Linked DNA regions of Anas platyrhynchos: region 1 is linked to region 2. Evidence: chromatin contacts called from public Hi-C data. All regions are on one chromosome and are shown on one strand. Each heading gives the region's core, a stretch centred on a gene start, on an enhancer-like site or on the middle of the called end of the contact. The rest is flanking DNA. Distances are from core to core; before and after follow the strand shown. Region 1 overlaps RGS3 (regulator of G protein signaling 3). Region 2 overlaps LOC139999022 (a long non-coding RNA gene).

What was found. Hi-C and Micro-C count contacts between places; a contact is called where the count stands out from the background.
Region 1: a Hi-C map of skeletal muscle shows a contact between it and region 2, with 4 times the contacts expected there. The contact joins two enhancer-like sites. A contact is called at or near these places in 6 of 8 Hi-C or Micro-C datasets (F5 follicle, liver, skeletal muscle and 2 more).

The regions. Positions count from the first base shown.
Region 1 is chr18:4,116,208-4,121,972 of IASCAAS_PekinDuck_T2T, reverse strand. It overlaps RGS3 (regulator of G protein signaling 3), which reads left to right. Exons shown (of 24, transcript XM_038164992.2): 19 at 1,994-2,626; 20 at 5,186-5,259. Among named protein-coding and RNA genes, the nearest start is that of RGS3, 68 kb to the left of the region's middle. Within about 2 kb of position 1,427, at least 3 of the 8 cell types and tissues checked have an H3K27ac peak or open chromatin away from gene starts, as enhancers often do.
Region 2 is chr18:4,037,341-4,042,619 of IASCAAS_PekinDuck_T2T, reverse strand. It overlaps LOC139999022 (a long non-coding RNA gene), which reads left to right. Exons shown (of 3, transcript XR_011803999.1): 3 at 1-5,279. Among named protein-coding and RNA genes, the nearest start is that of TRNAT-AGU, 6.7 kb to the right of the region's middle. Within about 2 kb of position 3,544, at least 5 of the 8 cell types and tissues checked have an H3K27ac peak or open chromatin away from gene starts, as enhancers often do.

The sequences.
Region 1 (5,765 bases), core at 178-2,677, 81 kb before region 2:
AGCCCCTGGTGCCTCCAGCCCTGGTTGAGCTCATTGACCAACCACGACCACGTTCCTGTCCCATCCTTCCCTGCCTTTCCCCACCACCAGGTGACATTCAGCAGAGCTCATCCATGGCTCTTCTGCAAGGACAGGATTTCACAGCCCTGGTGATGCTTTCAACCCGAGATGAAACCTTCACTCGGTGGCAAGTCTCCTGCTCACATCCTCTGTGCCGCTGAAGAGCTGCAGATTCTCTGATTGAATTAGCGCAGGGATTTAATTTAATTCCCAAATGTCTCTCATTTTAAAGGAGCCTGTTCGTTTCCTTCTAGGGCCTTATCAGATGTGGGCAACCAGAAACGTTCAGCAGAAGGACAGAACAGATAGGGAGCTGTCAGGGACAGGGAGGGCTTTGCAGGGCTGCGTGGGTTTCTCCTCTAATTATTTCATGAAATAATGATGACAGTGATTGCAATTCAAATAAGACATAAACAGCATCAGTAAAACACACACTGGTGCAAATAGCGTCCTTGCATGGCAGGCCTGGAAACATCCCCTTTTGCAAAAAATTACTCTGGGGGAGTGAAAGAGCCCCAAGGATGGGGTGAATCCAGTGTTTGCTTTGTGCCTCCCCCCAAATCCAGCTGTTCTGGGGCAGTTCAGATGATGCTAAATTGCTGGCTGCTGCAAGTCAGGGCTGGAGGGGATGAAGCTGGTCACAGGTGTAAGGGGACAGCTCTGGGGATGCCAAAGGCATGGGCAGCCGTGGGCGAGCTGCCCTGTGTGCTGCCCAGGTGGCAGCTGGCTGTGGGCAGCTGAGCCTGAACAGTTTTTGGAAAACTGGCTCACTTTTGGGGCCCTTTAGGAGGTCCCTATGGGTGCTGTGGGGTGCTGTGTGGTCTTTGCACCCTCACCTCTCTTTGCACAGAGATGTTTGGCTGGATGGGCTAATTCCCAACTCCTTTTGGAGTAAACCTGATTTATATGATGGTGGTGGCTTTGTTAACTCTGACTTTCTGCTTTCCACTGGGTTCTTGAAAACACCCAGATTTTATCTGGGGTGCGGTAATGGCTTTTGCTGTGCGCCTTGTTACCTGGGGTCCTGTATAACCGTGTCTGTCCCAGCACACCAGCATGGGCTGCGCTTCCCGGGGTGGGGGCTTTCTCTCTGCTTCACCCCTGCTGAGCTGGTGCTGCCCGTTTGGCTCACCCAGCATCCGTGCCGAGGGAAATTCCGGGGGACAGGATCAGCTCTGGCAGGGAAGCTTGTCACAGGCTCCTACGGCTCACAAAAAGTCCTTGGAGGTTTTTTCCCTTGGGCTACCCTAGGCTTTTGCCTTTGAAAGGGCAACGCTTGCTGGAAAAAGACGGCCCCGAAGGCTTAAAAAACTGACCAGAGCTGGTAGGAGCGGCTGTGGTTTTGCAAGGCCACAGCGCGTGGCCATGGGGAGCCCTGTGGCCATGGCACCCGGCCGGGGGGGGCGAACTGCTCAGGGCTGTGGCCGGGCTGAGCCTTGGGCAATCGGACGATGAGCAGAGCCCAGCACTTCCCTCCTGCCCTTAATAATGCAGGGCAGGAGGGGCTGGAGCTGTTGGGTGAGTGTTTCTGGGTTTCCCTGCCTCTGCTGAGCCCCTCAGCTGCTCCCAAAGGGACGAGGGAGCTGTGGGGGTAAGGATGCTGCTCTGAGCTCTGCCTCTGTGGTGGAGCCACCACAACCTCTGGTTTCCTTCAAACGCGCTCGCCCACGGTGCTGCTGGAGCACGGAGCAGGGTGGCCCCATCCCACTGCCACCCCACAGCCACAGGGGGCCGTGGCGCTCTGGGGAGCGGGACTGGGACAGGATACTGGGGGGGGACAAGGGGACAACGCCATCCCACCCCACTGTTAGGGCTGTAGGGTTTGGGACCAGCCTCATGGTTGGGATGTTAGCAGTGGAGAGGCTGCACGAGAGGGTGGCGAGTGAGAAATCTGGGATGCTCCTGCCTTCATCCTTCTTTATCTCCTGGGCAGATGCTGGAGACGGACGCTGAGAAGCCGGGGCAGATGCACTCAGAGGATGGGAAGGCGGCCACAGGCGAAGCTCCTCCAGCCGCAGAGGCCCCGGCTCCGGCCGAGGCACCGGCAGCTGCCCAGGGGCCTGTCCCGGCAGAGAAGCAGCCGGAGCGGGGAGAGGAGCGGCATGGCACCCTGCCGGCCTTCATCATCCCCGAGGTGCGGCTCGACAGCACCTTCAGCCAGAGCGCGGCGGGCACGGCTGGCGGCACCACAGACGGCGAGGACGAGGAAGACGAGGAGGAGGATGAGGAGGAGGACGACGAGGAGGAGGAGGACGATGACAGCGACGAGAATTACCTGGAGAGGAGCGAGGCGAAGCGCAGCAGCATGATCGAGACGTCGGGCTGCCAGCCCGTCTACACGCTGAGCGTGCAGAACTCCCTGCGGCGCCGGACCCACAGCGAGGGCAGCCTGCTGCAGGAGGCCAAGAGCCACTGCTTCACCTCCGACACCACCCTCAACTGCTCGGACAGCCAGGGCACCAAGGGCCACTGGGCCCTGCCCTCCCCCAGGACCCTCAAGAAGGAGCTCACCAAGAACGGCGGCTCCATCCACCAGCTCACCCTGCTGTTCTCGGGTCACAGGAAGGTACGTGGAAGGTGCTGGCTTTGTGGGGTGGCCGGGTCCTGCTTGGCCCTGGGGATGAGTGATGTCCCCAGAGTGGAGGTGTCCCCATGTGGGGGCCCTCTCTCCGTGACCATGGCAAAGCTGGTGTCCAACAGGCCAGGAAGGTCCCCAGCGCCAGCTCTGGGGGACACTCAGCACCCTGGGGATGTCACCATGTGCTGGTGCTGGGTTGGGCATCCCCATGGTGCTACCTGAGCCCACAGGGTCCCACAAGAGCCACCACCTGCCAAGATCCACAAAGAGAGGCACACATGGGTGTTTGCATGTGTGAAATGCTGCTCACAGTGGCAGGGACAGGGAGAAGCCAGGCTCTAGGGAGCCTTCAGTGACAGGGAGTCCCCGCTGTGCTCAGGGACACCGGGAGCTGGGTGTCTTTCTGCCCTGACCAGCCTCTTGCAGGGCTTTGATCCTTGCAGGGCATCCAAGTCTTAAACAGGCTGAGGAGGAGCCGTGCATCAGGCACCGGGAGAGCAGTGCTGGCACACGAGAGCCCACATGGAAGCTGGCCCCATGGCCCCGTGTTGCATGGCTTGGGACCTTGTTGCGCAGCTTGGGATCTCATTGCATGGCTCAGGACCATGTTGTATGGCTTGGGACCCTGCCACTTGGGACCTTGCTGCACAGCTCAGGACCATGTCACTCTGCTTGAGAGCACCATGCAGAGCTCAGGACCACATTGCATGCTGCACCCTGGCCGGCTGGTGAGAGCTCTTATAGGGCTGACAGGCCAGCCAGATGGGGCTGCTGTGCAAAAGGGAAGCCCAAACCCTCTTGGAGGCTGGTGCCAGCAATTATGGGGCTGGGGGGGCTCCCAGATCCTATACAGAAGTACGCCCTCGTGGCAGGGACACCTGTGCTGCTTGGTGAAGAGGCAGGGGTGGTGGTGGTGGTGGTGGTGGTGGTGGCGAGGCTCCTGAGGTGCCGGCATGGCACGAGGCAGGTTTCACAATGCTGTGCATGAAGCCTGGCAGCAAGGGGCTGCTGCAGCACCAGGCTGCAAGTCGAGCTCCTCCAAACGAAACAGCCCCGGTGCCTATAAGACTGGACTTTTTCAGAGCAGGGAAGGGGACAGAGCGCTGGCAAGGGAACCTCTGGGTGTCCCTGTTCCTACAGCGGCTCCGTCCAGCTCTGCATGGCTGCTGCTTCAACTCACCTCCCCCCGGGTCCCCCAGCTCGCTCCCACCACGCTGCCTCTCCATGCACAGGGCTTCGGCCACGGCCATTCCCCCTCCTACCCCTGGGAGGGACTTTTGGAGCTCTGTGCATTTTGAGGAGTCCAATGAAACCCTCCGAGCTTCCCAGACCAGGACACTGCGTACAATGTCCAGTTCCCCTTTGCATCCCCTCCCACGGCAGCACCGAGCCCCAGCAATGCCTGCAGGACTACGGCACCCAGTGGCCTTGCTGTGTCCACCAGACTGCGTTTTATTCCCCGGCAGCACTGCGGAGGGGCTCGCGTTGTTGTCCCTTTTAACACCATCATGCCCACGGATCCCTGCTCCCCTCCTTCCCGCGGTCGGGGCCCTGTTGTTCTAGGAGCACATTGTGGCCGGGAGCGCTGGGACCCCTCGGGCTGAGGTTTGCCACTGCTGCCTTTTGTCCCTGAGCACAGCGGGGCCTCTCCGGACAATGGCAGGAAGCGTGCCCCGGCTGCGCGTCGCCCTGGCCGGCCCGCCCGCCGGGCCCTATCTGCGGGGGGAAGGCGCTTTGCAGGGGCCGCATTGTTTGGGGCCGATAAACTCCGGAAACCCGGGCGCAGAATGGAAGGAAGTGTCAAAAGTCTCGAGCCCAGGGCCGCTGGGCTGCGCAGCTGGTTCCCACGGCACGGCTGCGGGACAGCGATCCTGGAAAGCGCCCTGAGCAAGCGGTGTGGGGCTGGGCTGGGTGTGGGGCTGGCCGTGAGCCCCTTCCAGCCGTGCTCAGTAATGGGTGAAGTAGCAAAGCCCCTGAGCGAAGGTGGTCTAAGGGGTCCCTATGCCTGGCCCTGGGCTTCACAGCTCAGAGGCTGCGCTGGTGCCACCCCAACCTTGCAGCCCCTCCGAGGTCCCCTTGGTCTGCCCAGGCCACCCCAGGGTGGTGGTCAGGGAGAGGAACCCCTGGGTGCTCCCCAAAGCTGCCATGATGTGGTTCAGTTCTGGCTGAGGCTCTCCGGGGGACCCTGAGTTTCTTTTGGGTGCCCAGCCCAGCTGGGATAGAAGCTTTGGGAGGGGGATGTGGGTGTCCTTGCGGGAGGTGCTGCTGTCAGTACTAGAGGGGACCGTGGGCCACCACCTGTGAGGTGTCCATTGTGGGCTGGGGGTGTGATGGGCAGGGGGACGCAGGTTCCCATGGTGGAGGGGAGAGGAGCTTGGCTCCCCTCACTTTGCTACAGCCAGATGTGGCTGCGGGAAGGAGCCACATGGCTGCTGTGTGGGCACGGGGACTCATAGGAGATGCTGGCAGGGCTTTGTGGTGGCACTTGGCACCTACACGGTCACGTACCATATGGTGATGCAGACGCTGTTTTTCTCTTCCCTACAGCTGAGTGGAGGTGATGCCGAATGCAGCTGTGATGAAGGGGATGAGACCTCCCGCAAGAAAAGGAGCAGGAGCCTGTAAGTGTCACGCCGTGGTGGCATCGGACTATGCCAGGGCTGCTTCCCATGGTCAAACACCCAGGCTGAGCCCTGCTCATGTGGGAAAGCTTTGGGGTCTCCCCTATCTCATTCACCCAAGCTTTGCCAGGAGGAAAGCAGCAAAGATGGGCATGAGCTATGGTTTCACATAGTTGTGATATTCGGGGAGGAGGTGAGACGCGCTCTGGGGACATTGCCTAGCCTGGCTGGGAGCATCCGTGGCTTGGTGTTACTTTGATGGATGGGACGAAGGAGCTGGGGGGACAGGGATGCAGCTCCTCGGGGCCAGCAAAGCTCCTCTCTGGCCACTCCAGGTTCGGTCAGAGGATGTGTGAGTTGTGAAACGTGACCTGGGGGCCTCCTTCCTGCTGGCCCCATGCCAGGAGGAGGTTTCGCCCTACAGGGCTTGTGGGGCTTGTGCATCGCAGCACGCTGGCAGCATGGTGGGAGCAGCCCTGAGCATGGGGGCCACCAAGGGACACCCA
Region 2 (5,279 bases), core at 2,295-4,794:
GAAACGTGAGCCATTTCCAGCTGAACTGGTTCTGTGAGGACATTGTGCTCAGGAGCCATGTTCCAGGGAAATAAAGAGGAAAACCCTATGGGCACTGCAAAGTTACCGGGCAACTATTTTCCTATCTACAGCTCACAAATCTTTTCTTTTACCCATTTGATGCTCAACATGAATCAACCCCAAAGTTGGGCTTGTTTGCTGCAGGTTCACCTCCAAGCCTCCCACATGCTATGGGCACAGCTTTGCTGTAGTCTTGTTTACCTGCTGTAAGAGTTGCAGACCAGGAAAAAACCTGTTCCCAGTCTCTCCTACATGATTTTACAGCCTCAGGCATTTGATACAAGTCTCTGAATCAGTACCTCAACTCCTAAACACATGTGTGAACCCAGGTCTTGGTGCCATCCTCGCTTGAAGCACAGCCACCAGGGTCTTGTTTGCAGGGGTTCGGGAGGAGTGTGGGGATGGTGCTTGTGTCTCTGCAGCGGGGCTGCTTACACACTGCACCCTGCTGACATCTGTCCTTGGGTCCTTCTCCTGGGTCACTTACTGCCTGGTATTTCCTCAGTCTCAGGCTGTTTTAATGCTAAACTGTGGGTCTGTCTGCAGAAGTGGGGAAGACCAGTGGCTGTCCAGGTGAGAAATAGACAGGATTTTCTTGATCTAAGCCTCCAGCATGCAAAACCAGTGGGGGATGCCAGCTGAGTGTCATTTGCCCCTTCACTGTTTGCCCCTGCTTTGCTTTGAGCAAATACATCCTGGACCCAAAACCATGCTTCTGCCTTTGATTTTGCATTTGACACTGACATCTTCCCCCATGAGATCCCAAGGAGATCTTGTTTGTATTCTAGGTGGGGAGCAGTGTAAAATTAGTACTTCCCTTCTTTTAATATGAGTCACTACCTCAGTGCCTGATTAATTCTCTACTTCTGAATCTCTGAAGAAACTAAGTGGTTAGAAGCCCCAGAGGAAAGCTGTGGTACAAGAGAAAATAGAAGCTGTAGAACAGTGTAGCTTAAATTAGTGAGGCCAGAAGGAAAGGACATAAACCATTTGCTGCCATCAGAATACATAATTTCAGAGCTCATTCTGCTCACCTTGCAGAAAGGGCATACCCTTGTCCCAGTGCCTGTGGAAAGGTGACAGTGTCCATTAAGGCAGGCAAAATTTTCCCTGAATTATACCAGATGCTCCCATGGGAACATGCTCCCACTTGATTGCAAGTTTGGAATCGCAACACCAGCACCATGTCTAATGGTATATGGCACCAATGGACCTATGGGGCATGGCAGTATCCAGCACGGAAAAAGGTGTTACTTGAATCAGGGATGATTCCAGCATGGAGAAGACTCTGGACAGCATCCAGGCTCTGGACTAGGTCCATGACTGGGCTCAGGACTGCAATGAGGATAAAATTTACCTTGGGGTAAAGACTCAGAATATACAATATTTACACTTGGAAAAGCAGATCTCCAGCTGAGGGAAATGGCTGGAGCGTCTCAAGTTGTGATGGTGTGCGCCAGCTGAGGCTCTGCCCTGAGGCTATAAAAGGTGTTGAAACAGAGCCAAGGCTACATTTTGGCCATCTGGTTGACTGGGGCCAGGGGGCTGAATTTGCCATTAGTGTTTTGTGAAATATAAAACAAGAGTTGAGGTCGTCTCTGGACTTCATTAACACATTGAAATGCCAGGGGGAATATCACATTTGACTATGGGGCCAGCACGAGTCAGCAGAGAATCTAACATTTCAGTTCCCACTCAGAAAAACCCAACAGCTTTGTTTCAGTTCTGACTGCTCATTCCAAAATCAACCGAGACAACCAGTTATTGTGAAAAAAGTTCATTGCCAATGAAACCATCTGAAAAGGTTCATTCTGTTCTCTTTGGGGATATTCATCTTCTTTGGTTTATGCTCAGTCTATGAATTTCATGACGGAAAATGAACTCATTGGAACTAATCCTTAACGTCTCAACCCCTCACGTTCACATGTTATAGATGTGTGATGAGCTTCACCTGGTCTCAGCCTTTACATGAAATTCTGGTCTGATCCCTGAAAAAAACATGGGATGGATCCTTAGCTGATGTTATCAGTGGAACATCAATGACAATAAAATTATTGTGCTTTCCGACAGCATTGTCACAGCTGCAAACAGTCATTTGTATTTGAATCAGGAAGTTCTTGCCTGGTTCCCAGGAAAATTACCTCTACAAACAAACAAACAAACAAACAAACACAGAGTAACTCCTAGAACATGGTTTTCTTCAAAAGTGAATGTGCCACCCCCTGGAAGCATTCAGATGGACATCCATGTGATGCATAGTGTCTGCCGAAATTGCTATTTTGGTTTCCAGCCAGAGTGACCCAAATATAGAGAGCAGCTTGTTTGTGTTCAGTTCCATGAAAGCATTCTCTGCACTCCAGTGTGTGCTGAGCTACTCAGTACTGCGCTGTTCCTCTGCAAATTGGATCCTGCTGCTCCCACCGCCTCAGTGGGGGAAGGAACGAAACAAGGTAAAATAAAAGCAAATGTGCATCTCAGGCAGCTTTGCCTTCCTGAGAAAGGAAACACAAGACTCACTCATGACAGAAAGCAAACATCAGGTTCCCTAATTGTGCATGCAGGTTTGGTGCTGCTGACGAGCTCAGGAATTACAGCCGTGGGTGTAAAGGAAACCCAAAGGCCTGGCTGGAGGCTAAGACTCATAATCCCTGTCTGGTCCCCACAAATTCTTGAAAGGCTTTGGTTACAACAGCTGAGAAAACAAAACAAAACACAATTCACCTCCATCCTGAGTGGAAGTAGGAGAATTTCTTGGCAATTTGAGATCCTTTTGTTAAACTGATAATAAAAAAAAACAAACAGTCCAACTGTGAAGGAAAGCTATGTGAAGGGTTTAGTGTAGACCCATTATCTGCATAACTTGAGGAAAAAATATTCCCTGTAGGTTTGCTGAGTGTTTTCAAGGAGCCTGGTACATCTCTGCTGGAAGCTCAATACACAGGAACTATTCCAGAAAGTCCGGGTGCTGCCCTCTCATGGCAAGGGAGCAAACCCCAGAGCTGATTTAATGGAAGAGAGGCCAGATCAAATTGTGTTCGACTTTTCAAGACACAAAGTTTGACACTGGTGATAATGCTCCGTCTTTTCTACCACCACGGTTATCTTGAAGGCATTGCTGGGCACTATAGCCAAGCAGGAAGAAGAATTCTGGAGCAGAACAGGCCTGCATGGCTTTCCCAGCACCTGCGTGCCCTCAGTGGAGGACTAATGCCTCCTGGTGGTCCCAGACACATCTCACTGATGGGACAGACACTGTCCTGTGCACCTTCCAACACCAGCCAGATCTGGGGGCCAGGATGCCTGGGGAAGGTCTGGCTGGTACTAGGAACATCCCATAATTGCAGCTCTCCTGGAGGCCTGGACAGTGAGTGGGAATGCACAGAGAGGTGGAGTCAAAGCATGAAGGCAAACAGCAAAGGCCAGGAAACGAGGAAAGGGGAATGGCAGAGGGGTGGCACAGGGCCAAGGCCTGGCCACGGAGGAACAACAAAGCTGGAGCCTATCAGAGAACCACTGAAAGCTTCAGCTGTGAAGAAAACCCAGACAGCTGCGGGCTGCTTTTTACCAGGTAAGAAGAGGACAAACACAGAAATGTGAACCCAAAGCCCGATTCACCCAATTTCACAGCTGGCTGTTTATGAGGCCCCACTCAGTCTTGAACAGAGCACTGTTATGGCTGTGGCTGCAGGACTGAGCTCTCCCCGTCGGGTTTGCCTCCAAAGAGAAGGGAGCTGTGATAAGTCCAAGTCTGGACAGACAGAAAACAGAAGACTCTGATGCTCCCCCAGCAGCCATGAAGGCGAGACCACCAGTGATTTCACCTGGAGCTGCAGCTGAACCGAGAGAAAAGTTCTTAAGATTAAAAATGCTGTAGAAAATGTAGAAAGCCTGAAGATCTTCTGCTGGAGGAAAAATGATGCAGTACTGCAGTAGTGGCCACAGAGACAACAGAAATGCAGTGGCAGCTAATGACAGTATGGAGCTCTCTGGGAGGAAAATGTTGCAGAGTATTTCATCAGGCCAGTTGTAGCAGTTCCAACAAAATTTAATAGCTGGTCTAACAAGCATAGTTAAATTGTCAAATCTGGTGAGAGACAGCTATGGAATAAGGAAATTAAGCACAGCCAGTGTGGTCTGCAGAATTTGCCCTTCTGCTCTTTGCAATGTGCCATAGCCAGAGGCTCTGGGCAGAGGACTGAGCTGTGTGCTAGCAATGGGCAAGGCTGTACTGCATCCAGATCATTTTACTCCATCCCTGTTCTGTCATAACAAGTTTTAGTGTGAGCCAGGTTCAACTGACCCAGAAGATTGAAAAGAACTGAAGGAAAACAAAGAGAAATTCTAAGCTTTCATCAAAAACCTATTAAAGTCACTATCATTTACTCCGAGCGCATGAAATGGCCTTTATTACAGTCATTTTTCTGAGCACAAAAGCTACTTTCAATAACACAGGTAGGGAAAAATCATTACAAACTTGCAAGAATCAAGGAGCATCTTGCAGAAACCCTTTTGTCATAAAACAAATTATGAAAGGCTATAAATAGATGACCATTATTAGAGCAACTGAGCTCTCTAACTAGGCTCACTGAACTGTTTCCCTAACTGGCAGGTGGGATGCAAGGCAATCAAGAGGTACATCACAAGCTTCCCAGGGTGGAAGAGAAAACAGTCTTTAAATGCATTACCTCGTGCTTCTGGGAATGGCAGAAGCATTTGAAGAAACAAGTTACTGATAAAAATACACATGGACACACACATGTATTTGCTCAGTTGAGCACACTGCTGAATTTAAACAAGGTTGTGTCACCAATGAGCAGGGTGCAGGATGGGAGCTCTTGGCTCATGGAGTCCAGATTTTTTATCCAGCTCCTCCAGGACTTGATGGTGCTCCTTCTGACCTCTCAGGGTGTTTGCTCCTCCTGTTGCTGAGTCTGTTTGAAAATATTACTCCTCTGCTTGCTAGAAATATCCTTTTGAATTCCAGCCTAATATGTTCATTCATACCAATGTTATCATTTAATTCAAATAGTTCTTTCTCCTTCTAGTTGTTTACACCTGCAGTGTTTATACAAACTAGTCATGTCTGCTTTCAGCCTTCCTGTTACAAGACTCAACACAACAAACTCCTTAAAACTCTTCACCTACGGCAGACCCTCTGTTTCTCTGCTGTGTCTTCATACAAGTAATGTGTGACTCCTATTCCTGTCCTCGGTCTGCCT